Regions from separate parts of the Mus musculus genome. Here region 1 is linked to region 2. Evidence: chromatin contacts called from public HiChIP or PLAC-seq data. All regions are on one chromosome and are shown on one strand. The core of a region is the stretch at or near the end of the contact, and the rest is flanking DNA. Distances in the headings are between cores, read along the strand shown.

The links. HiChIP or PLAC-seq counts read pairs in DNA pulled down with a chosen protein or histone mark.
Region 1: a BATF HiChIP or PLAC-seq map of CD8 T cells shows a contact between it and region 2, with 5 read pairs. The contact joins the enhancer-like site here to the promoter of Susd3 in region 2. A contact is called at or near these places in 6 of 39 promoter capture datasets (the C10 cell line, the HPC-7 cell line, cranial neural crest and 3 more), 1 of 15 datasets of contacts at CTCF or cohesin (large pre-B cells), 12 of 484 Hi-C or Micro-C datasets (the 63-12 cell line, B cells, Th1 cells and 6 more), 9 of 115 datasets of contacts at active chromatin or transcription factors (the 230-238 cell line, CD8 T cells, T-cell acute lymphoblastic leukemia and 6 more) and 4 of 9 other capture datasets (adipose tissue, liver, macrophages and 1 more).

The regions. Positions count from the first base shown.
Region 1 is chr13:49,367,641-49,373,903 of GRCm38.p6, reverse strand. It overlaps Bicd2 (BICD cargo adaptor 2), which reads right to left. Exons shown (of 7, transcript NM_001039179.2): 2 at 4,263-4,475. Among named protein-coding and RNA genes, the nearest start is that of Bicd2, 29 kb to the right of the region's middle. Within about 2 kb of position 2,118, at least 221 of the 459 cell types and tissues checked have an H3K27ac peak or open chromatin away from gene starts, as enhancers often do. A contact at or near this core is called in the 230-238 cell line, the 63-12 cell line, B cells and 12 more, where this site is marked.
Region 2 is chr13:49,243,428-49,249,809 of GRCm38.p6, reverse strand. Susd3 (sushi domain containing 3) reads left to right here and starts at 1,516. Exons shown (of 5, transcript NM_025491.4): 1 at 1,516-1,765. The coding sequence starts at 1,678.

The DNA of each region.
Region 1 (6,263 bases), core at 869-3,368, 120 kb before region 2:
AAGGTGGTTTCCATCTCCATGTCATGTGTGAGGAGTTGGGAAGACCATCAGAGAAAGGCTAGGAAGATGTTTTCCACACACCACCAATGGTCCCTAAAGAACCCCCATATCCTCCCTGCTCCATACTTGTTTCTAACCCCTGTTCCCAATGCTTGGATGGCCTCCCCAGACCAACAACAACCTGCTCCAGATCCCTGGAAGCAGCCCAGGCCCACAGCTCTGCCCCCTCAGCATCTACAGGAATTGCTCCTGATCACATCTATATGTTCTTCTGAAGGCCATATTGCCTCATAAGATGCAGGAGGAAACACAAAACAGTAGTGTTGGATCAGTGAAACAAAATAACATATAAATGGAGAAGAGAAAGATGAGGGAGAAGAGGATGGGAGGAGGGGGAGGAGCAGCAACACCGCTGCCACTACAGCCATAGCTGCAGCATCAACACTGCCATGTAATGGTGCACATCATTAGTTCCTTCAGAGGTCCTGAGTTCAATTCCCAGCAACCACATGGTGGCTCACAGCTATCTATAATGAGATCTGATGCCCTCTTCTGGTGTGTCTCAAGACAGCAACAGTGTACCCACATAAATGAAATAAATATTAAAGAAAGAAAGAAAGAAAGAAAGAAAGAAAGAAAGAAAGAAAGAAAGAAAGAAAGAAAGAAAGAAAGAAAGAAAGGGGAAGGGGAAGGGGAAGGGGAAGGGGAAGGGGAAGGGGAAGGGGAAGGGGAAGGGGAAGGGAAGTCAAACATGTACAAAGTGGGTCCATGTGGCCACAGCCCTCAGGGCAAGGTCCAAGGCCACCATTACCCCAGGGCTTATGTGATAGCAATTAGCGACTTAGAAGGCAGTAGTTTCTACATGGCTATGTGACTGAAGACAGAGGCAGAAGGCCAGGATAGGAGCCTGAGAGCACCAGGTCCAGAGCCACACGGGAGTGTTATACCCCTATAGCAGAGCCCACACGCTGTGTGAGTCCTCAGTGCCTCTGTAAACCTGACCCTCCTGAGGCTCTCTAGAACGTCCACTCTTCCGCCACTGCTAGACCCAGGATCTAGGCAAAGAATTTCCCTTTGGTGGAGTGTACGGGCCTGCATGGACTGTGGATGGGTGTCCTTGTGGAAAGACAGGCAAAGAGAAATGTGCACACATACTTAAGTCATGTGCTGGCAAGGTAACATCACGTGGCAGGTTAAATGCACCTTCTCTGCTGACAGCACAGGACTCAAACATACACTTTCTTCTGTGGAGACTGCTTCCAACCCAAGCCACCAGGCTTAGCTTAGCAGAGACGCTCAGCTGGCCTGCTGCCTGCCACCTCCGCCCATCACATGCACAGCTCCTGAGAGTTCCAGCAGGCTCCAACTAGCCACAGGGGTTTAGTTTTCCCTCAGAAAAGCATCTCCTCCCAGGGTGAGTGTCTGATGTCAGCCCAGAGTGCAGGGTACAGGCTCTGCTCTGTGCAGATGACCAGCCCAGATGCAAGTAGTGGGCATATGGACTCGGAGCCAAGCATCTGAGGTCCTAGCCACCTGCTCTCCTTTACCTGGACCCCCTGTCCTCAAGTTGCTCACCAGCATGAGGGGTGTGACAACCATCTGGCTCAAGAGGCCTCCGTGTTAGGGGACTGTCAGTCTTTTTTCTGGTCTCTTGAGCTCCCAACCCTTCCCACACAGGATACCTGTCCACTCATCACCAAGGGGAACATTCTTACCCTGTACTGGGACTAATGGGCCTCCAGACATCCATCTGAGAAACAGTGTCATGTCTGCAACAAGCCATTCCTCGAATGCCCATTTACCTACCCAGGAATAATGCCAACAAAACAAAAACTGACTGAGGTGTCTACCATTGGCCCTTCACACAGCACAGAGATCACAATCAGGCCCCTAAAATGGCTCTACCACATAAGCCTCAGTTTCTTCATGTGACAGTACACTGAGAGAGCCATTAGGAGGACAGGGTCTAAGACATTAGAACCATTTGACACAGGTAAGGCTGCCTGGTGCTGTAAAGTTAACTCTGGCTTTAGCTGTCAGTCCAGCAGAGCACAGGCCAAGAGAGTGTGCTGTAGTCAAGCCTCTGCAGGCCCAAGGACTCTGACCCAGGGGCCATCAATAACAGGGAGGAGTCACTTCCTCTGGTGTGGGGTCCTTGAGGTCTTGAGCTCAGTCTCAATAGGGGGTGGGGGAGAGGCAGCTTCCACTCTTGGAGCCCAGCGCATGATCTCATTTCCTCCCACAAGTGTGGCTCTGGTGAGGGTGGAGGAGGGGCTGTCACTGAGGAAGAGAAGCAGCCCCAGTGACAATCCATCTGTCTGCCCCTCCTTCCTGAAAGGCCAGTGCAGGACTGTCTCCCACATTCAGCCCCTAGGCAACCTAGAAGGCAGGATGGCCGTTCAGGGCTGGAAATGAGGTCAGTGAATTGAAGCCAGGCCCGTCTGGGGTGGGGGAAGAGATTCCTGTTGTTCCTGTTTATGCTTTAGGAGGAAATCCTGAGTCTCCCTGCACACCCCTTAGCCACCTTTGCTTTAAGTGTCCCCTTCTCTGTCTCCAAGTCTGTGGAGGGTCCCCCCAGCCCAGCCTCAGGCAGCCTTCAGCCTTCACTATCTGCACACCAGTCTAGGGTAGAGGTTCTGTTCTCACACCATTCTTAGGTTTGGCTTATGTTCTGCTGTGGTCTCCTGGCTTAGCAAGACTGTCCCCCCCACTGTCTGACACTGGCCCACAGTTGGATTTGGTCTCGCTGACCCGTGTTAACATGACTGTCCTCCCACTGTCTGGCACTGGCCCACAGCTGGATTTGGTCTTGCTGACCCGTGTTAACATGACTGTCCCCCCACTGTCTGGCACTGGCCCACAGCTAGATTTGGTCTTGCTGACCCGTGTTAACATGACTGTCCCCCCACTGTCTGACACTGGCCCACAGCTGGATTTGGTCTCGCTGGCCTGTGTTAACATGACTGTCCCCCCACTGTCTGACACTGGCCCACAGCTGGATTTGGTCTTGCTGACCCGTGTTAACATGACTGCCCCCCCCCCCACACTGTCTGGCACTGGCCCACAGCTGGATTTGGTCTTGCTGACCCGTGTTAACATGACTGTCCCCCCCACTGTCTGACCCTGGCCCACAGCTGGATTTGGTCTTGCTGACCCGTGTTAACATGACTGTCCCCCTACTGTCTGACACTGGCCCACAGTTGGATTTGGTCTCGCTGGCCTTTGTTAACATGACTGTCCCCCCACTGTCTGACACTGGCCCACAGCTGGATTTGGTCTCGCTGGCCTTTGTTAACATGACTGTCCCCCCACTGTCTGGCACTGGCCCACAGCTGGATTTGGTCTCGCTGGCCTTTGTTAACATGACTGTCCCCCCACTGTCTGGCACTGGCCCACAGCTGGATTTGGTCTCGCTGGCCTATGGAGATTCCTTATGACCTCTCCTACTACCTTTCTCCTAACAGCCTCTCCCATTTTCCCTCTTGTGACTTCCTGCTTGGGAGGCAGTTACCTCCAGGCCCTGTCCTGCACAGCATGCCCCGCTGGCCTGTGTTCAGCTGACTTTCTCGTGAGAACATAAGCTGCAGAGGGCAGGCTTCCACAACTAGGAAGGGGCGCAGAGAGCTTGGAAGGTGTGCAGTGACGGAACACAGGGTCCTCTACAAAGGGCTTCAGAGAATGAAGACAAGGCTTTGTCTTGGTCTCAAGAGCAAGTGAGAGCTAAAGCCAGTGTTATCCCAAGCCTAAAGGATCCCGAGGCTAACCCTAAGGCCATGGACAGGGAGACCTTAGCCAGGATTCTAGCTCACACGGAGACTCTCAGGAATAGGTCCTCAACCTCCTTGCTCAGAGTTCCACAGATTCCTCTCTGTGACTCTTGACTGATTTCTGTGTCTGTGGCTACCAAATCACAAGTTGGGCTATTCATTACTCTGGCTGCATTACTCTACCTTGATATTCCTCCTTGCATATGGTGTGGTCTACCATTCACCATTCACGCATAGCCAAGTCCTGTGAGACAAAAACCAAACAGACAAAAAACCCCAAACTGCTCTTCAAGCAAACAGTCAACCAATGACAAGGCATCCTGTGGATACCGGGCCTGGCCCCAGGAAAGACGGACCACCATGCTGGTCAGGGCCTGCTCAGAGGACTCATGACACTGCTGAGGTGGGCACAGTGCAGGCACAGAGACCACAGGAGCAAGATGCAGCCTCAAGGAGCCCACTGTCACAGTGGCAGATGTCACGCCAGGCACTCACCTCTTTTAGCTCCTGGGCCACAGACGTGAGGCGCTCATTCTCAGACTGGGTGTTGGTGAGGACGTTGCGCAGCTGTTTCAGCTCTGTCTGCAGCTCCAGCACCTTCCGCACGTAGTACTGCTCCTTGGAGGCCGACTCCTGGATCAGGCTCTCCTCCCGGCTCTCACCATCAGCAGCCACCTTCTTGTGGTTTGTATGTGCCTGGCCAAATGCCTGCATGGAGAGGTAAGACATTCATGAGATGGTTGTCCTGGGGATGCAGAGCAATGGAGACCCAAGACCACAAGGAACACAAAGGCCCTTGACCTGGGAAGCAGCTCTATGTTGTGCATGTGTTAAAACACACACTGCGGTGCTCATGCCAGGCACGTGCTTCTCCACAGTGAAAACACACTTGTCTCAGGGACATGATGTGGTGTGACAGGAAGGAATGTGAAAGGCATAAGGCTGCAAACATACATAGAACTCTCTGTAAAGAACTAAGTTTGAGGCCTGATGGTGTATACCAGCTGGAAAGTATACTCTGAGCTTAGACATCCCCAGAACACACCCAAGATAAATTCCAGATTTTAAAATTAAGGCTAAAATTGGGAGGTGTGCTAGCCAGAGGCACAAGGGTGAGGAGCTGACCCATCCTGCTCCCTGATGTCAAATCATCATTTGTTCTGGGACAAACTGGGGCTGGGCAACCAGTGCCCCCAGCCCTAAGGACAGGGCACAGTAACAATTAGCTAAAGTGGCTACCTCAGGGTGTGTAGAGACACATGTACCTGCGTGTTTCAGACACTGGTGAGAAGCAAGTGTGTCAGGCCCTGGGATGAAGGAAGAAAACCTATCAAGTAGAGCAACTAGCAAAAAGTTCTGGCCTCACCCACCACAACATGGCAGTCATATCGAGGTCAGCAGCTATGCTGTATCCAGACCCTGGGCCCCTGGCTGCCTATCATATGTCCTCAGAGGGCTGTGCCACCTCCTGGGCCTTCCTTTCTTGACTCTTTGTAGGACCCGTGGCTCATGACAGAAAACAGTATTAAGAGAAGAGCTACTGAAAAACAAGAAAATGATGGCTTTAACTAGTTTTAAAAGAAAAAGGGAATTTTTTTTTCATTACTTTACAAATCTAGGAATTCAGACCAAGAAAACAATGAGCAAAACATACAAAGCCACATTGTACAGGGATGTTGCTGAGCTGAGAAGTTTCTAATACTAACACATGTAAATGCAGAAAGCAATTTCTTTTCATCCTGTCAGGGAACTGGCAGAACGGAGCAGGATCTGGTCTAGGCAGTATGCTGTGTCCAGAGAGACTGTGGGAAGGCCTCACAATGGGCCAGAGGACAACACAGTCCAGTTGCACCAGGGTTGGCACTGGCGTATGTGTGGAGGGGTAACCTAGGGCTCACAGTGCAACACTCCAAGTCACCCATGAGGTGGCAGGTCCTGCCCATTTGCTTTCAGTCCCCAACACTATATCCACTCTGCATAAATCAAAGCAGCTCAGCTTTGTGATTTCTGGTCTGTTTGCCTTTACTCTGGTCAAGCCACAAATTGCTCCCTACACAGCACCTGGCCCATGCTGCCTGTCCACCATAAGACATACAAAGGAAATCAAACCCCCAGCTGGCCCCAACCAAGGACTCTGGGACTGTACTGAAGAGTCCAGCACCTGTGGCTCCTTGGGACACACCCGCCAACTTAGGAGTTGGGACAAGGACACCTCAGAAGTTTTCCCCAAAGTGTGATGGCTAAGCACTATGACACAATATTCAAGCCTAGGCCTGCCAACCTGGGTGCTGACTTCCTCCACCCAAGCTACCAGCCTGGGGCCCAGGAACATGTCCTGGGCAGCTTTTCAAATATAACATGCTGTGATGGAGACATCTACCTTCAACTGAGACGACACACAGTCACAGGGACAGACTCTACTTCCTGTAGAGTGGGAAACTAAAACCTGCAAAGAACAGGAACAGTATGATGGTATAGGGCTGCTGAGGCAGATCA
Region 2 (6,382 bases), core at 267-2,766:
GGCTCTTGAACTGGCCTGGCAGGTGTCAGGTGCTCAGTAGTCACCCCCATGGCACACACACACACACACACACACACACACACACCCTCAAAGGGTTCTCAAGCCATCATTTCTGAACCCGAGGTGGGTGGAGGTGGGTGCTAGTTGTTGATGAGCTGACTCACCCTGGATGGTAGAACTGCAAAGTGGTCAGATCCCAGGCATATAACCAACTCCTCTCCTCCCCTCTAACCTACCATCAGGAAGTTAATCCTTGTGCTTTCCCATGGACAGCTCTTTTTTTTTTGGGGGGGGGGGGAGGGAGTTTTTTTCGAGGCAGGGTTTCTCTGTGTAGCCCTGGCTGTCCTGGCACTCACTTTGTAGACCAGGCTGGCCTGAAACTCAGAAATCTGCCTGCCTCTGCCTCTGCCTCCCAAATGCTGGGATTAAAGGCGTGCGCCACCACCGCCCCGGCGCCCTGTACAGCTCTTATCTGAACCTTTTACCCATCGACAATGGAATGTTAGGGCTTGAGTCATTGTGAAAGGTTTTGGGGGTGAAATTCTCATTTTTTTTTTCTATTGAGTAGAGACTAAAGAACCAAGAAAACAAGAGCTGGAAGGATAGCTCAGCAGTAAAGAGCACCTGCTGTTCTTGCATGTGATCTGAGTTTGGTTTCCAGCACCCACATGGTGACACACAGCCAACCACTGGCATGCAGAAGGCACACATACATGCAGGCCAACCGTTCATGCATAAAAGTAAAATAAATCTAAAGAAAAAAAGGATGCTCCCTGGAGACTTTGAAGAGCTCTGGCCCCACCTCCTGTATGATGAGACAACGTGGATCTGTGGTTCTGTGGAGTTCTATCTGTAGTGCTTTGTTCTGTAAGCCTAGGAAACATCCCCACCCTAAATAACTGTTGGTCAGCGCTGCTGAACATTGGGGGAGGGGGAGGGGGAGGGGGAGGGGGGAGGGGCGGCACTGAGCCACACGATGGTGGTAGGTGCCTCCCCCCCCCCACGTCCTTCACAGCTTCTACCCACAAATCAAGGACACTTTAAATCCCTCTAAGTCCCATCCCTGAGCCTCCAGGCAGCTGCTCTCCACTGGCAGACAGGGATCTCTGGCTATGTGGCCAGGAATTCTGATATCTCAGAGTATGGTGGGGGTGGGGTAGGAGAGGGGTTGGTATCACAGTGGGGTCTGTGGATGGACCTGCCTTTCACGATGCAGCAGACCGGACATAAGCTTGATTTCAACTTTAGGACATTAAAGAAAGTCACATCACGCGTGACTCGCAAGTTCAAGTGAAAAGGAGACATTAGGGGGTGCTACCAACCCTGACTCCAGAAGAGAATGAGGAGGCTGTCACTCTCCAAGGTCACCTGCCTGGCCCTAGAGTCCAAAGGTGAGTCGGGAGAGGAAGGGTGTGCAGAAAGACGGCTCTAGCTCAAAGGCTTACTTCGAGGCGATCAGCCTGGAGGCTCCCCATTCTCTGCCCCTCCAGGTGTCCAATCCCACTTCTGCCACCCAGTGCAAGGGGTTGGCGGGACCGGACTAAAGTTCAACTCTAGCGTCTTGGAGGGCGCGACCTGGGTGTGGCTAGAGACAGCCACGCCTTCCAACGACCCGCCCCTCAATTAAGTCCCGCCCCCACCTCCGCAAGCTCCACAGAACACTGCGGAGCGCTCAGGATGCGCCGAACGTCTGCGACCCTTCGGGGCCGAGCGAGGCCGCGGTGGCGTGCTGGGAACACAACGCCTGTCCCAGTGAACCAGACAGGTGAGGGCTAGGGCCGCAGTTCTCAGTGCCCTCTTCACCGACGGAGAAGTAGAGGGGCGAGGGGCTGCTGTGCTGGGGACCCTGTCCAGGAAGGGGGCGTGCATCGCACTGCCAGGGCCTTCTCGAGAACGAACTTTCTTCTTGACTTCCCGCCGATCCAGCGGGCGACCCCAACTGAGCCGAAACGGGGCGGCGAGCGGCCCGAAACCAGGCGGCGGGCACCTCTTAGCGTTTGCACGGATTCGGCGACGGTCGCCCCGCGCAGTCCCAGGTGCCTGCGGAAGTCGGAGCCGGCTTCACCTGGCGGGGTGTGCGGCCCGGGGTTGGAGGGAGTCATGGAAATGTCTTCTGGGTTGCAGAGAGTTGTTATCATCTTTGTTGATTACTCCAGCCACACTTTACCAAAGGGAAAGTGAGCCTGTGATAGAGGAGATGGGAGGTTATCCAGCAACCAGGACCCGGGCTGCATCTAGGCTGTCAAAGGTCAGAGGTCTCCGGGAGGAGGGAAAATGGTTGTTAAGTGTGCCGAAGAGGGTTCTACACTTGATCTTAGCCAAAAGGGCGAGAAGCGATGCTGATGTCAGCTTTGCTAACTCTTAGAAACACCACCAAAACCACATTCCTCCCAAGAGCTCAGTCCTGCGCATCCAGGAGGTTTCCTGCCTCTGTGGAGGGCTTAGCTGCATTGCACTGGAGGAAGCTGAGGATCTGTAGGCACATTGCCCTCACCCTAGAGCAGTGCTTCTCAACCGTCATAATGCTGCGACCCTTTAATACGGTTCCTCGTGCTGTGGTAACCCCCAACCATAAATTTATTTCCATTGCTGCTTCATAACTGTAATCCTGCTAGTTATGAATCCTATTGCAAATAACTGTGTTTTCTAACGGTCTTAGGAGATCCCTGTGAAAGGGTCGACTGACCCCCAGGTTGAGAAACCTTTAGTGGGTTTGATCCGTTTGATACCATCCCATCGTGCCAGCCCATTGCTGGCCCCACAGGTGTGGCTAGTTTTAGCTTTCTAATTGTTACTCCACAGGAGCGCCTTTGTGTTAGAAGAGGCTAACTCTGGGCCTGGTACTGCTGGGGGGAAGGGGGGACATGCTTGTGAGTACCTTCTGCATAGTAGTCTGGAGGAGTAGGTGTCACCAGCTAGAAGTGGATGGCCTTGCCTAAGGTTATCCCTTGGGGTGGCCTTGGGGCCCTGCTTAATTTGCAAACAAAAGGCTATTTGCATCGGAATCTCTGGAGAAAGTCTGAGAGTCCAGTGTCTCAGTTGTCCCTTGCCCTACCTGGCATCAGGAGGAATCCACATCCTCACAGTGTGTCCTTGGCACCCAGTTTCTAAGCATGTCCCAGGCTCCTTGTTGTAGTTCTGGTTGTAGTCCTCTCTTACTAGGGATGAGTCCCTACCCCAGTGTCTCAGTTCCCTTAGGAGATGCTAGGTGAGTGCGGTATTCCTGCCCCAAGGCTGTGGACAGGATTCCCAGAGTATAGGAGAGCCTCTTGATTAGAAGAGTCTGTGGGGCTTCCTTAGCCTGTTTAACAGGCCAGGAAGGGAAGGGAAAAGAAGGCCTGAAGCTGTGTGGAGATAGTTTGGTGTTGTCAGAAGATAATTGAGAGATTAAAAAAAATGGGGATGTGTAGTTCCCACAGTCTGTAGAATGGGCCCATTACTGAACATTCTGGTGGTCTGTGTTCTCCTGTGGGTAGGACTCCGGGCAGGACTAAGTGTGTTGTCATCTTTCCCCCCACCCCTCACTCAGCCCGGGTCTCCTATCTAGACTGGATAGAGGGTTTGGCTCTGCTCCCAGGGCAGCTCCTGAACTCCTTAGTCTGGGAGGTTTTCCAGGAACACAGGGTTCCAGTGGCTGGAGGCCACCTCCTGCTAACCCCAGAAGGGACCTTGAAAAGTACAAGAAGAGAGGCTCAGTGAATAAGTGCAGGTGGGCCTTTTGAAGGGTGTTCTCAGCTTCATCCCTGTAGCCTGCTGTGCCCATTACTACATAAGAGCAACTGAGGCCCAGTGCTAGCCGGTGTGAATCAGCATGGCGCTCCTCTCCCCTTGCCTTATGCACCCCCAGAAGATTCAGAGATACATTTGCCTTGGCTGGAGTAGCCTCTGTTCTGCCACGGAAAGAGAACACAGTCTATGGTCTGGACCCCAGCCTGGATGGCCCATGGTTTCAGGGGCATAGGAAGATGGGCTCAGAGAGAACAGATGACTTCCCTGAGGGCACAAAGCCAGGCTACGGGCCTTACATACTCGGGATTAGGACCACATGTTGTCCTCGCTGCTGGTGTCCAGGGCTCCTGCGGTTAGAGTGTCTGTGTACAAATAACTCAGTCATCTTTAAGAAGTTTGAATCCCATCTCCTCCCCGCCCCCCCCCCCCAGCTCCCCTTGATTCACATTTGGAGAGATGCAGACCCAGAGCAAAAATTATGTAAGGACCCACAGGCAGGTGCGAACACCAGCCTGGCTACCAAAGTCCCAGTAAGGCTCCGCCCACAGGCCTGCCTTCCCTTTCTCTGAACCCATACAACCTCTGCCAGTAAAAGGGAATGTATTTAAAAGGTCAGGGTGAGGGGCCCATGGGCCTCAGAAAGGACAGAAGATGCTGTCCCTGCCTGTGGTCCAAGGTTCCAGATAAAAGATTAACAAACAAGACACTTTCCCAAGGCATCCAGCTGGCCTCGAGGACTGGGGGAGGAGGATGGTGCTCCTCCCAGATCTATCGAAATGCACCTCAGGGTGAAGGGTCTGGGAACAGAGCTTCTTACTGCAGGTGGACTGGGTTGAGATGTCAGGGAGACAGGCTACAGACCCTCATGGGCTGGGCAGGTGGCCTTGCTGTGTCCGTCTGTCCTTCGTTTCATCCCCTAAGCCTGGAGGACCAGGCTGGATGGTGTGTGATTTTCCTGTGAGCATTAATCCCATTCGATTTTCTTTTTCTGTTGCTTTCACTCTCTTAAAGATTTACTTCCACAAAAACAAACAAACAAACAAACAAACAAACAAAGAGTGGTTCCCAGGGTTACCAAAGTAATATTTGTACCAGAGGGTGCAGGGTCAGATGCTGGACACAGCGAAGGACTGGGAGATATGCAGTGTCCAGTGTCCAGAGGCAGTGCACAGAGAGGGTTCAATGCCACTTGCTGTCAGCTTAGCCGAGTGCCTTCCTGGGAACTTGGGGTGTCTTCTAGCTCAGTTAGGAAGTAGAGTGTGCCTGCTGGGTCTGGGTCTGGAGGGACATTCTCAGCAGTGGAGGGGCAGATGGGGCTTGATTCTTAGATGCCAGGCGCAGGGAGAGTCTGTGAGGTGCCCAGGAGGAGAGCTGTGGGTCTGTAGCTCCAGTTGGGGAGGGAGGTTCTCTCTGGGAAGTACCTGTTTGTTCATTCCTTTATTTTTTGAAACAGGGTTTCTCTGTGAGGTCCTAGCTGTCCTGGAACTCACTCTGTAGACCAGGCTAGCCTCTAACTCAGAGATCCACCTGCCTCTACCTCCCGGGTGCTGGGTTTAAAGTTGTGTGCCTTGAAGAGGTCTCCTTGTGTGGCTCATGTTGGCCTCGAATTATCTTGCTTCACCCTCCTGAGTATCTGCTCCAGTACACCCAGGGGTTGCAGGCTTCATAAACTTGGACAGCATGGCTCTGCCTGTCCAGTGCTTTTGGTACACTTATTAACAGGCCATCTGAGGCTGAGGAAGCCTGGGGGCCCACCGTAGTGTTTGCCTTGACCAGGACTATGGACCTCAAGCTTCCTCCTCTAGAAGATGTATTCATCCCAGAGTAGAATTTACTGGCCTTGCAGGCCCAGGGATAGACACGGATGGGGTCTGGGGATGGAGGTTCCTTGTGCTGTGAATTTGGAGGAGAGAGAGACAGACAGACTGTGAGTGTGTGTGTGTGTGTGTGTGTGTGTGTGTGTGTGTGTGTGTGTATGCGTATGCGTATGCATGCATGTGCATATGTAAAGTAGTGCCAGCCTGGCCTGGAGTATTTGAGAGATACTGCTCAAAGCCCTACCTGAAGGATGTAGTTCAGTTGGTGGAGTACTTGCCTGGCATGCATCACCCTAGATTCCAATCCCTGGCATGGTATAGACCTACTGTGGTGGCACACAGTAATCTGCTCACTGAGAAGGTGGAGACAGGAGGATTAGGAGTTGATTCAAAGTAGTCTAGAGTACATGAGACACTGGTTCAAGGTCTACCAAGGCAGTAATTCTGTGAATCAGCCTTGCCTCTGTATCTCTACCACACAGCCCACCCTCCCTGTGACCCAGTAAGGCAGAATACCCATTTTGCAGATGGGGAAGTCTGAAGTCAGTGTGAAATGTGGGTTGAAACTTGCTGCTGGATCCGATCCAGGAGCCCATGTGTTTATCTCCGCTCTCATATGGGGCAAGTATAGGGAAGTTTTGGGGCTTGGGCTGGAAAGATCAAGCCACTCCAAGCCAGGGCCACTCTCTCTGTGCTTCCTTTAGCTCAGGTTAAAGGAAGTTGGACCTCCCTGGCCAGAAGTCCCCTTGAGTAACACAAGGAGGAAGGGCTCGCTCCCATTGTCCACCTCTGTCCTTGTAATGGAAGAACAGTAGTTGGTCTGGCAGCTGGGGCTC